2 separate regions of the Mus musculus genome follow, and region 1 is linked to region 2. Evidence: chromatin contacts called from public ChIA-PET data. All regions are on one chromosome and are shown on one strand. Each heading gives the region's core, a stretch centred on a gene start, on an enhancer-like site or on the middle of the called end of the contact. The rest is flanking DNA. Distances are from core to core; before and after follow the strand shown. Region 1 overlaps Med15 (mediator complex subunit 15). Region 2 holds the start of Thap7 (THAP domain containing 7).

The links. ChIA-PET counts read pairs in DNA pulled down with a chosen protein or histone mark.
Region 1: a contact with region 2 is called in an RNA polymerase II ChIA-PET map of memory CD8 T cells, with 14 read pairs. The contact joins the enhancer-like site here to the promoter of Thap7 in region 2. A contact is called at or near these places in 3 of 115 datasets of contacts at active chromatin or transcription factors (cardiomyocytes, embryonic stem cells and memory CD8 T cells) and 2 of 9 other capture datasets (adipose tissue and liver).

The regions. Positions count from the first base shown.
Region 1 is chr16:17,692,548-17,698,397 of GRCm38.p6, forward strand. Med15 (mediator complex subunit 15) reads right to left here. Exons shown (of 18, transcript NM_033609.3): 2 at 5,060-5,147. Among named protein-coding and RNA genes, the nearest start is that of Med15, 27 kb to the right of the region's middle. Within about 2 kb of position 2,379, at least 14 of the 459 cell types and tissues checked have an H3K27ac peak or open chromatin away from gene starts, as enhancers often do. A contact at or near this core is called in memory CD8 T cells, where this site is marked.
Region 2 is chr16:17,529,111-17,534,719 of GRCm38.p6, forward strand. It overlaps Thap7 (THAP domain containing 7), which reads right to left and starts at 1,942. Exons shown (of 5, transcript NM_026909.2): 1 at 1,915-1,942; 2 at 1,668-1,747; 3 at 1,120-1,275. The coding sequence starts at 1,747.

The DNA of each region.
Region 1 (5,850 bases), core at 1,129-3,628, 160 kb after region 2:
TCATGCACATAACTTTAGAGTCTATAAGTGAGTCATGAAATGTGAAGTCAGAAAATGTCAGTATGAGGAGAGCTTTACACACAAGCCCACACAGTGGACGCCTGTGCCCACCACCAACCAAAAGTGTGGTACACACTTCCAGACAAGAACATTCATGGTTCTCCTTGCCATGAGTCTGCACTGGACAGCCAGCGCGCCTAATGAAATCCTGGCTTCCTTCAGGTGGTGGGTGCTTGTGGACCTGCATGCTTGTCAGGATTTCAAGGAAAGCTCATTCCCTTCTTCCACAATTTGAAAGGTTCTCACTACAATATAGGCACCTACCTCCATGGGGAAGAGCAGGTAAAGAGGGCAGTCAGATGTCAGTGCTCAAACACACTGTCCAGAAAAACTACAGAGATTTCCAGGCATGGGCATACGCCTTCAATCCCAGCACATGGGAGACAGAGGCAGGTGATATCTGTAAGTTTCAGGCTAGTCAAAAGCGTCATGGTGAGTCCCTGTCTCAAATAAATAAATAAATGCAAAATAAAACAAAAATACAGACTGGCCAACAGTGCTTTTACAATCTGTTCTCTTCCAGTTAGTCAGGGCCTCCTTGTGTAGTCAGGGAGTTAGAGACAGCTTCAAAAGAAATCATCAAGGTACTACTTATAACAGTCAATAGGCTGTGACTCAAAGACAAGGCAGAGTGAACTGCACAGATGAAAGGCTGACCTCTAGTGCCTCCTTTGGTACCTATTCATCAGCCACTGGAAAGGTCTGAGTTGGCTGGTGTCTGTGGTGGCTATGCGATAGTCATTGTACTCCCTGGTCCAAACAGGCTCCTGATCACACCAAAAGGCAGAGGCAGTTTCTCTCTGAACCTCCTGCACTGGCCTTAAACTTCTGGTATCCAAAGAATGTTCTAGGACTTCTGAAGACTAAAAGCTTCCATCTCTTCCCTCCAGAAACACAAACACAGTGACATAATAAGGTCTAAGTTATGCCACTAGTGACACTGTAAGAGTCATGTAGGTTAGAGGGACATGCAATCATGAGTGAAGCTTCCCACTGACTTAGGAGAACCAAAGGGTTATACCTTTAAGCCATTAAGTTTTAGACTGGTATAAGCAAGCTGAACCAACAAAATTTACATTTTGGAAATAAATGATTCAAGTCAGGTTTTTGTTGTTGTCATCTGGTCCTGTCTATCTGTCCCCACCCCCACCTCGCAGCCCCAGCACATACAGCGTCTCATTATGTATGTAGCTCCAGCTGTCTTAGAACTCACTATGTAGTCCAAATGGGCCCCAAACTCACAGAAACCCAGCTGCCTCTGCCTCCAAGTGCTAAGATTAAAGGTGTGCACCATTACACCCGACTTCAATTACGTCTTTACCAAAATTCCTTTCACTGTAGTGTATGACTTTAATCCCAGCACTCAGGAGACAAGCAAACAAATTTCTGGAAGTTTGAGGTCAGCTTGCTCTAGCAAGTTCCAAGACAATGAGGGGTATATGAGAAACCATATTTCAAAAATAAAAGAAAGGTCATAATAGGGCTGTGGATATACCTCAGTGATAAAGTACTTTGCCCAAGTACCTGGCAAGAGCAGTAACCTCCCTCCCTCCCCCTCCCCCTCCCCCACCACCACCATAGACCTCAACAATAAAATATTCCATCTCTGAGATATTTGCAAATTAAATGATCTAGGTATCCAAATATATAAAAAACTACTAGGGCTGGCAAGATGGCTCAGTGGGTAAGAGCACTGACTGCTCTTCTGAAGATCCTGAGTTCAAATCCCAGCAACCACATGGTGGTTCACAACCACCCATAATGAGATCTGACACCCTCTTCTGGTGTGTCTGGAGCAAGTGGGTCCAACCAGAGCAAGCAGAGGTCCTAAAAATTCAATCCCCAACAACCACATGAAGGCTCACAACCATCTGTTCAGTTACAGTGTACCCATATACATAAAATAAATAACTAAATAAATCTTTAAAAAAAAAACTACTAAAAAGATCAACAAGTCAATTAAAAGAAGACCAAAAGATAAACATGGACATTTTTCCACAGAATGTTTACAGATGGCTCAAAAGCACTACAGAGACGTGTGACATCATCACTACGAAGACAAACAGCAATCAGAAGCACTGGTGACCACTTCTCACACACGGACATAGCAAAGACATTGGTGATTGTTGGGGGCAACAGAGCCTTATGTGGCTGGTAGATGACACACAGCTTAGAGGACAAACCTACTCAATCTTGGGACTGGCCTCTATCTTTAAAAAAAAAAAAAGAAGAGCCTGAGAACTTGACCTGCAGCTGAACCCAAGCTGCACCCAAGTACCAGGAAGAACCCCATGGCTTGTCCTTGCCCCATACCCCAGAGTTACCCCCTAGCTACTTCCTAGCAACAGCCAATCAAGATTACTCTGATTGTCTGAGATGTCCTTTCAGACCTTTTGTGATTGTTTGTGGTTTTGCTTCAGAGCACCCACAGTAGTCATTACAGTAGTCTTACAGCAGTCATTCAACTAGATGCTTGCCGGGCTAAAATCCCCTCTTAGCTCACCATTTCCTATAAAACCTTGTCCCACTGAGGGCTCGGGGCTGCACTCGACCATCCTGCTGTGTCAGGGTTGGTGGTGAGTGAGCCAAGCTTGAATAAAAGAGACCCTAGTTAGACTGCATCAGTATCAGCTCCTTTGTGGTCTTTTGGGGCTTGTGAACTGGCACAACACAGCTACTCGAGAAAACAGTTTAGAAACGTGAGCCCCAAGTATGTACAGAGTTTTTGTTTTCCTAAGAGAAATGAAAGAAGTCTTCAAATCAACAGACAAACAAACAAACAAACAAAAAACTAGTAGACAACCCTATAGGTGGAACAACATTATGAACTAACCAGTACCCCGGAGCTCTTGACTCTAGCTGCATATGTATCAAAAGATGGCCTAATCGGCCATCACTGGAAAGAGAGGCCCATTGGACACGCAAACTTTGTATGCCCCAGTACAGGGGAACGCCAGGGCCAAAAAGGGGGAGTGGGTGGGTAGGGGAGTGGGGGTGGGTGGGTATGGGGGACTTTTGGTATAGCATTGGAAATGTAAATGAGCTAAATACCTAATAAAAAATGGAAAAAAAAAAAACTAGTAGATGAAGCTGGGTGGTGGTAGCACATTCCTTTAATCCCAGCACTCAGGAGGCAGAGGCAGGCAGATCTCCGAATTTGAGGACAGCCTGGTCTACAGAATGAGTTCCAGAACAACCTGGGCTACACAGAGAAATCCTGTCTCAAGACAAAAACAACAACACCCCCTAGTACATGAGTATTTAAAATAAGTCATTTTTCATGATAGCTCTAAAATGAAAACCACTCAAATGAAGTCTGATTCATCAATATACAGAAAATGATACAGCCATCCAAGATGAAATATGACTCAACAAAGAGAGAGATCAGGGATGGTCACAGCGGCACATGCCTTTTTAATATAGAAGTAGGTGATCTCTGTTGAGGCCAGTCTAGTCTAGTCTACACCATGAAATCTTGGCTTGAAAAGAAGAAAAAAGAATCAGGTATGCACTACAACATGGTCAATGTATGAACCCTGATAAGATTGTGCTATGTGAAAAAAGTAAGTTACAAAAAACCCAAGTCATGCTGACTATGCTGATAAAGCAACTTCAGGTGGGAAAGCCCACTGCAATAAAGTAGGTGAGTATCTGCTGGTGGCCAGGAAATGGAGTGTGACTGCTAATGCCTACAAACTTGTGTAAAGTCTCTAACTCTACCCTGCATGATTGAACTATATACCTCCAGTGAGTGAATTTGATATACCTTAATTCAATCTCAACAATGCTTTTCAAAGAAAACAAATGTATGTTACCCATCCACAGAGGAGCCCATAGCTCTGGAAATCTGTCTGTCCATGTACTTGTACACAAAAACACACTGTCTGTCTCTACTCAATATCACTTCATTTTCTGCTATTTTTTGTCACTTTTTCTTTTTCTAAAAGATTTATTTATTGTTATATGTATGAGTACACTGTAGCTGTCTTCAGACACACCAGAAGAGGGCATCAGACCCCATTACAGATGATTATGAGCCACCATGTGGTTGCTAGGAATTGAACTCAGAACCTCTGGAAGAGCAGCCAGTGCTCTTAACTGCTGAGCCATCTCTCTAGGCCGTCACTTTTTCTTTAAAAAATAGATTGTTTATTTTATTTATTTGGAGAAGGTCTCACTTATAGCCCTGGCTAGTCTAGAGTTTAATATGTAGACCAGGCACCAGGCCGGCCTCAAATCCACCTGCGTCTGCCTCCTAAGTGCTAAGATTAAAAAGCATGCATCCAGCTTTAAATCAAAATTGTGTGGGTGTAGAGGTTGGGGCAGGAATGGAGTGAGGTGGGGTCAGTAGGTGATATGCATGTGAGCACAGGTGTCCATGGAATTTTAGGCTGCTGTGAACCATCCTACATGGGTACTGGGAACTGAACTTGAGTTGTCTTCGAGAACAGTATGGTCTTGTAATTGCTGAGTTATCGTTCAGCCTCTTCCTTCACTTCTAATTTCCACTCCTGAGAACTAACACACTGAAAGAAGGTCACATAGAGGCTGGTGCTGTACTAGCCTGGAAAGTCTTCTTCCAATTCTACCCGGCAAGTTCTACCCTCAACTTTTCCAGCATTGGCTGCCTCCCTGAACAGAGAAACCAAAGATGACTCTAGACCCCTGCCTCAGGGATGTGTAGCACAAAGCCAGCATCTCTTTTATAGGATCCAAGGAGCTTCCTGTGGGAATCACAGGGCCAACTACATATATATGACATGGTCAAAAATGAGGCCAGGGTCAGAGGCAGGGCCTGTAGCAGAAGTGCCAATCTAGGAGTCTTGACTTTTCTTCCATGGAACATGGGAGGTTCCAGAGTGTTGTGGCAAAGCCAGCTGTATCTGAGAGCAGCAAGCAAGCACTCCCCTCTCCAGGATACAAGTAGAAGGGGCTCAGTATCAGCAACACACTCCTCCTGGAATTACTCTGCTGGGGACTTTGGCCAGCAGGGTCTTACCCGGGTCTTGGCCTTCAGGAACACATGACTCTCCATATCCTTGCTAGATTTACTGTGGGCCACACCAGCTTTCCTCATGGCATCCTCACTGAAATACAAAAGAAGAGATGTGTCAAAACATTACCAAGTCCACCCTGGTAGACAGGTACTATCCCTGGGGAACTAGTCTGGCTGAAGTCCTGGGGAGGAACCAAGGAGAGGCACTCAGCAGGGCAGTGGCCAGAGTTAAACATTTGAGAAAAAGGGCAGGGCCATAAGAAGGTTGAAAAGAAAAGGCAATTACCTTAAAGAAAAGAGAAGCCCCTGGGCATTAAGGACAGGGGGACTGTCCCAAGAGATTGCTCACAATCAGCACTATTGATTAGGTCAGTGGGTGGCTAGCCAGACTCTATTTCTAGGCCTGTGAGTGCCTGAGCCCCTACCCAATTCTACATCTGAGTACTGTGAGACTGCAGTTCTACATTTCTCACCTATAAAATGAACAGTCCACACAAGCCACATCCCAATCCTCGCAAGGCAAGAGTCTGTGTATGTCAAGTAATGTCTTCATAACGGAACCAAAGAGACCAGCTCCAACTTCTAACTACTAAGCACAATAGGAGATAGTACACCAATGTACATTGTAAAACCACAACAAACATCGAAAACATATCTTATATACAGATAGAAAAAGGACTATCCTAGTAAAAGATATCCTTTTCACACTCCAGGGGAAAGAGCTATGCACATGGGCCAGAGCTCAGAGAGCACGTACTGCCTCCCTCTATCTGTACACACAACACAGAAAGAAC
Region 2 (5,609 bases), core at 692-3,191:
AGAACGCTGCCACGTCCCCTGATTCCCCACATAAGGCCCTGCAGAGGCGTAGGACCTCTAGGGATGAGAAAGGCCCCAAGGCACACTGCCAGTAGCAATCTCAAGAATGCCACGTGTGGTAAAATCAAACTCATCTTCCCTGTGAATGAGCTTCCCGGGTTAAGGTGAATGGAGAACCCACCAGCAGGGATAGGTGGACGGCTGGAAGAACTAGGTGCTAACCATCCTATGAAAAAGCTGTTTTTCTTTTGCATGGAGCGGCTAACCTCAGGTGACTTCCTTAATCATTCTCTACCTTTGTTTTTAAAGATTTTTTTCCTTAAAAACCTTTTTTATTTTTATGTGTATAAGTGTTTGCCTATGACTGTTCACCGAATGCGTGCCTAGTACCTACAGAGGTTAGAAAAGGATAAAGGATCACTTGGAACTGGAGTGAGCCAGTTCCAGTTCCAGACTGCTATAAGCCATTATGTGGGTGGTGGGAAATGAACACAGGTCTTCTGGAAGAACAGCCAGTGAGTGCTCGTAACCTCTGAGCCAGCTCTACTGATGTGTATGAATATTTTGCCTGCATGTACATATGTGTACCCGTGCCCTCAGAGGTAGATTGAACCCCAGTCCTCTGTAATGCTCTAAAATGGTTAAGCCATCTCTCCAGCCCTTCCACCTTATTTTTTTAAAGACAAGTTTCTCAACTCAACACAGGGCTCAACAACTCATCTAGACTAGCTTTTCCATAAGTCCTTGGGATCCCCTTTTTGTTTTGTCTTCTCCAGGACTGGGATTAAAGGAACAAGCAATCACATGTGGCTTTTTATTTGGGTCCTTGAATCTGAAATCAGGTCCTAATGCTTGCATACCACGTCTTTAGCAAAGGGGGCTATTTCCCCAGCCTGGAAAGCCTGATTTTCTCTAATGTCACTGGCACAGTGATCCTGGGATCATGCTTTAACTGTACAAAACTGGAAAGAGGCTTGGCACGCTTGACAACTGGTCTGCTTGTCTCTGAGCATGCCAGCGGATGTGCATGGACTCCACCAGGGCAAAGAGCTGCCTCGTTTGACCCACTGCTCTGATGCCTCACAACCTGTCCTGGTGTTAGCTGGCAGAAAGACCCACCTGATTCCCACCAGCTCAAAGCAGTTTTCCTCGAAGTGTTTGGAGCAGAAGTAGATGTACTCAGAGGTCGGATCCCACAGGCCCTGGCCGCTGGGGTCCAGCCGCTGACAGTTGGCCAGCCACAAGCCGCGCCTGGGGTTGTCTTTCTTGGGAAGTCTGCAGAGCCACAAAACCGTGAGCACCAGACTGTCTACAGTCCTGCGTTCAGGATGCCCAAGCTCCCCAAGCAAGAATGGCAGACCTCCCCGCGACCCTTTCAGATTACCACCCGCTGGGGGAAAGGAGAAACTGAGAACGAGAGAAAGAAAGGGGCCGGCTCAGCATCATCTAGCAGGAATGAGTCGGAGCTGTAAATCCAAGCCAGGTAAGCGTCCAGTCCTTTTTCCGGCTGGACTCGAGACTATGCGCCCTTCCCTGTCACCCTCCCGCTCACAAGTTCAAGCCTCACATCGACCTCGGGAAAGCGCCGTCTCCTGCGAGGCCTAAGGTGCGGCAACACCGGCGCCTGCGCTATGAGCCCTCGCGTGCCACTACGCACGCGCGCTGACCTGTGGAAGGAGATGCCGCGGTTGCGAGTCTCGCGCGTATCCCGTGTGCAGCAGCCGGCGGCGGAGCAGTGTCGCGGCATCTGGGGAAGGGGCGGGATCTGGGTGGTGGGCGGCAGTCGGGGGAGGACTGTCTTCACGCCCAACTGTCACTCCCTCCAGAGGGCCCGAGCCGGTCGGCTCCCCGAGGCCCGACCCCGTACCAGTCTTGTCCTAGCTCGTTCTATAGACTCCCGTCAGCGGTACTCACGGTCTTGCCATTGCTGCGCCGCCAAAATCTCGCGATGGGTGGATCGACGCGGAAGTTGGGAGCAGAGATACTCCGTCGCCCGTGGCGCGGGCCCCCAAGGGGCGGGACCGGAAGAGATCCTGGCGGGGCGGGCCACCGGATGTTGGGAGTGAGGGATGGCGATCGTCGCTCCCGAGTTGAGGTTTCTGCATCTGTAGTTTCGGGTCCCTGTTTTGTTTGAGCGTCTGTCGTTTGGACGAAGCAGCTGGGTGTGGTCTGTACTGCTCCCTGAACAACGTACGCGCACACTCTGGTTGAAAAAGATCCACCACCAAGAAAAACCTGGGCTCTTTACTGAAAGAACTCGGCCACGGACTGGTGGCTCAGCACTTGCTACCAACCCTGAAGATTGAATTTGATCCCCAGGACGCAACCTGCTGGAAGGAGAGAACCAACGTCCAGTAATTGTCCTTTGATCCCCATATACATGCACAAAATAAAATGTTAACGACACATTTAGAACATTTTCTTTTAATGGCCTTGTAAAGGCCTGGGTGAAGATAGTGACCTTATGGGAGGCCGTCCCAATATACTAAGTAGCAACTGTCCAGTTATCGGAATGTTCATTTTTCAAACCCTGAGACGCTAGCCGGTGTGTTCCGAGAGCACGGTTTCCCCAGTGATGCTTTGAAGGGGGATTTCTCTGACCACAGGATCAGGCGTTTTACATTCTAGGCTCACTTTTGTAGCAGGAACAAAGTCAGAAATGGGTTCCTTGGGTTTCTGCTGGGGGAAGAGAGGTGAACAATTACAATCTTGGGATGCAGAAGGGGAGGTTATGGGACTCCAGGCCTGAAGGGCACAAAGGCATACTTGATCTAAGTACCGGCGAGGTTGGGTAGCCTGTTATGCTCCTGTAGAGGAGTTGTCTTGGCTGAAAAGGTCATCGAAGCCCCTATTTAGTTGGTTTTGATTTTTCCTGATCTGTTGGAGGCATTCATCCCTATATAAAGCCTCCCATTGAAGGAATAGGGGGCAAGAAGGACCAACCGATGTGCTGGCTCAGTAGTGTACTTAGAGCTGCACAAGACTCAGAAGAATGGATTTGGCCCAGGGTGCATGAGTACCATCCTCCTTTTGATTGTCTAACCTCTTTTAATTCATTGGCCCAGTAGGGATACCAGTGTAGGGGCAGAGAGTAAGTGAGTTGAAAACATGGAAAACCCAGGTGTTACTTTATTTGTGCTGAAGTTTGGACGAATCTCTAATTTCACATAGTTGGTGGGTGTGGGAGGTAGAAGACAAAGAGCCTTCAAGAGTTCTATGAGTGTTCTTAGGGTGTGAGGGAGGCAGGAGGGGGCATAAGGCATCAGTGGGGCATAAAGAGGGTGTGTGTGGATGTGGCAGGTCATTTTCTAATATACTCAATGGCCTGTTCAAGGGCAGTGAGCTCCACCTAGGGGCAGTCTTCAGGGCGCTCCTCCACAAGATGTGGCCAGACAATAGACTTCACCTAGGTTAGAAGACTCCACCCTAGGTGGGCTAGGCAACTGTGGTAAAACAAGGTCTGATTCAGCCTGTTCAAGGCTAGCCCCGACCAAAAGAAGTTGCCCCTTCACCGTAGTCAGTCCCTTGCGATGCCTCAAATTGAAGGTAAAGGAAGAAGGAAGAACCAGCTGAGGATCCTCAGGTTGGGATGCTGATGTCCCTCAGAAGGAAATCCTTGCCATCTTCCGAGCATCCCTGTTTGAGCCCCAGATGTGGGTCCTTTGCTCCCGACTGGGCGTTGATCACTGGTGGTCTCAGGATGCAGAGGAGCTGGGGAGCAGGGTCTCAGGCAGTGGTGAGTATTTTATTGAAATAGTGGGGCTAACTGACGTAGCTCAAGTCAGAGGGAGGAGAGGTAAGTGTTGCAGCGGGGGCAGGGACCTTCCAAGTGTATTAGATTAGCAGACCACAGTCTGTCGGGGTAATCTTTTTTTTCCCACAGTGTAAAGGTTGTCTTTGTACTATTCAAATGTTGATTTCTGTACCGGTGACGAGTTGAGTGCTGGCTGGACTTTGGTATTGGTTATTTTTATGGATCATCACCTGCTTCAGTATTTTGTAAACATACACCTCCCTCACCTTTTGATTGGTTTAACAAAGATCTGACGGCCAGTAGCTGAGGCAGGAGAGGAGAGGCGGGACTTCTGGGCAGAGATGGACTCTGTTGGAAGAATCAAGTTGACACGGAGTCGCTCGGACTTAGTGAGTGAGAAAAAGGTAATAGGCCACGTTACAGACATGGATTTATTAAATTCATCAAGCTACACACCAGCCAGAATGGCTAAAATAAAAAATTCAGGTGACAGCAGATGCTGGCGAGGATGTGGAGAAAGAGGAACACTTCTCCATTGCTGGTGGGATTGCAAGCTTGTACAATCACTCTGGAAGTCAGTCTGGCGGTTCCTCAGGAAATTGGACATTATACTACCAGAAGATCCAGCAATACCTCTCCTGGGCATATACCCAGAAGATGTTCCAACTGGTAATAAGGACACATGCTCCACTATGTTCATAGCAGCCTTATTTATAATAGCCAGAAGCTGGAAAGAACCCAGATGTCCCTCAACAGAGGAATGGATACAGAAAACGTGGTACATTTGCACAATGGAGTACTACTCAGCTATTAAAAACAATGAATTTATGAAACTCTTGGGCAAATGGATGTATCTGGAGGATATCATCCTTAGTGAGGTAACCCAATCACAAAAGAAGTCACTAGATATGCACTCACTGATAAGTGGATATTAGCCCAGAAACTTAGAATACCCAAGATACAATTTGCAAAACACAAGAAAATCAAGAAGAAGGAAGACCAAAGTGTGGATACTTCATACCTCCTTAGAATAGGGAACAAAATACCCATGAAAGGAGTTACAGAGACAAAGTTTGGAGCTAAGACGAAAGGATGGATCATCCAGAGACTACCCTACCCGGAGAACCATCCCATAATCAGCCACCAAACCCAGACACTATTGCATATGCCAGCAAGATTTTGCTGAAGGGACCCTGATATAGCTGTCTCGTGTGAGGCTATGCCAGTGCCTGGCAAACACAGAAGTGGATGCTCACAGTCAGCTATTGAATGGAACACAGGGCCCCCTATGGAGGAGCTAGAGAAGATACCCAAGGAGCTGAAGGGGTCTGCAACCTTATAGGTGGAACAACAATATGAACTAACCAGTACCCCCAGAGCTCGTGTCTCTAGCTGCATATGTAGCAGAAGATGGCCTAGTCGGCCATCATTGGGAAGAGAGGCCCCTTGGTCTTGCAAACTTTATATGCCCCAGTACAGGGAAACTCCAGGGCCAAGAAGTGGGAGTGGGTGGGTAGGGGAGCAGGGCAGGGGGAGGGTATAGGGAACTTTCAGGATAGCATTTGAAATGTAAATAAGCAAAATACCCAATAAAATTTAAAAAAATAAATAATTTCATCAAACTAGCCTGGGAGGTAGCCCGCTATCATGCCTAAGCTTTTATAACTAATAGGCCCAAGCCTGATTTGGGTAGGGAGCGGGCCCCATTCCTGCTGTGCTCTCAGAGAGATGTCACAAGTATGGTGAAGCCTCTCTCTCTCTCTCTCTCTCTCTCTCTCTGTGTGTGTGTGTGTGTGTGTGTGTGTGTTTCGAAAGAGGGTTTCTCTGTGTAGCCCTGGATGTCCTGGAACTCACT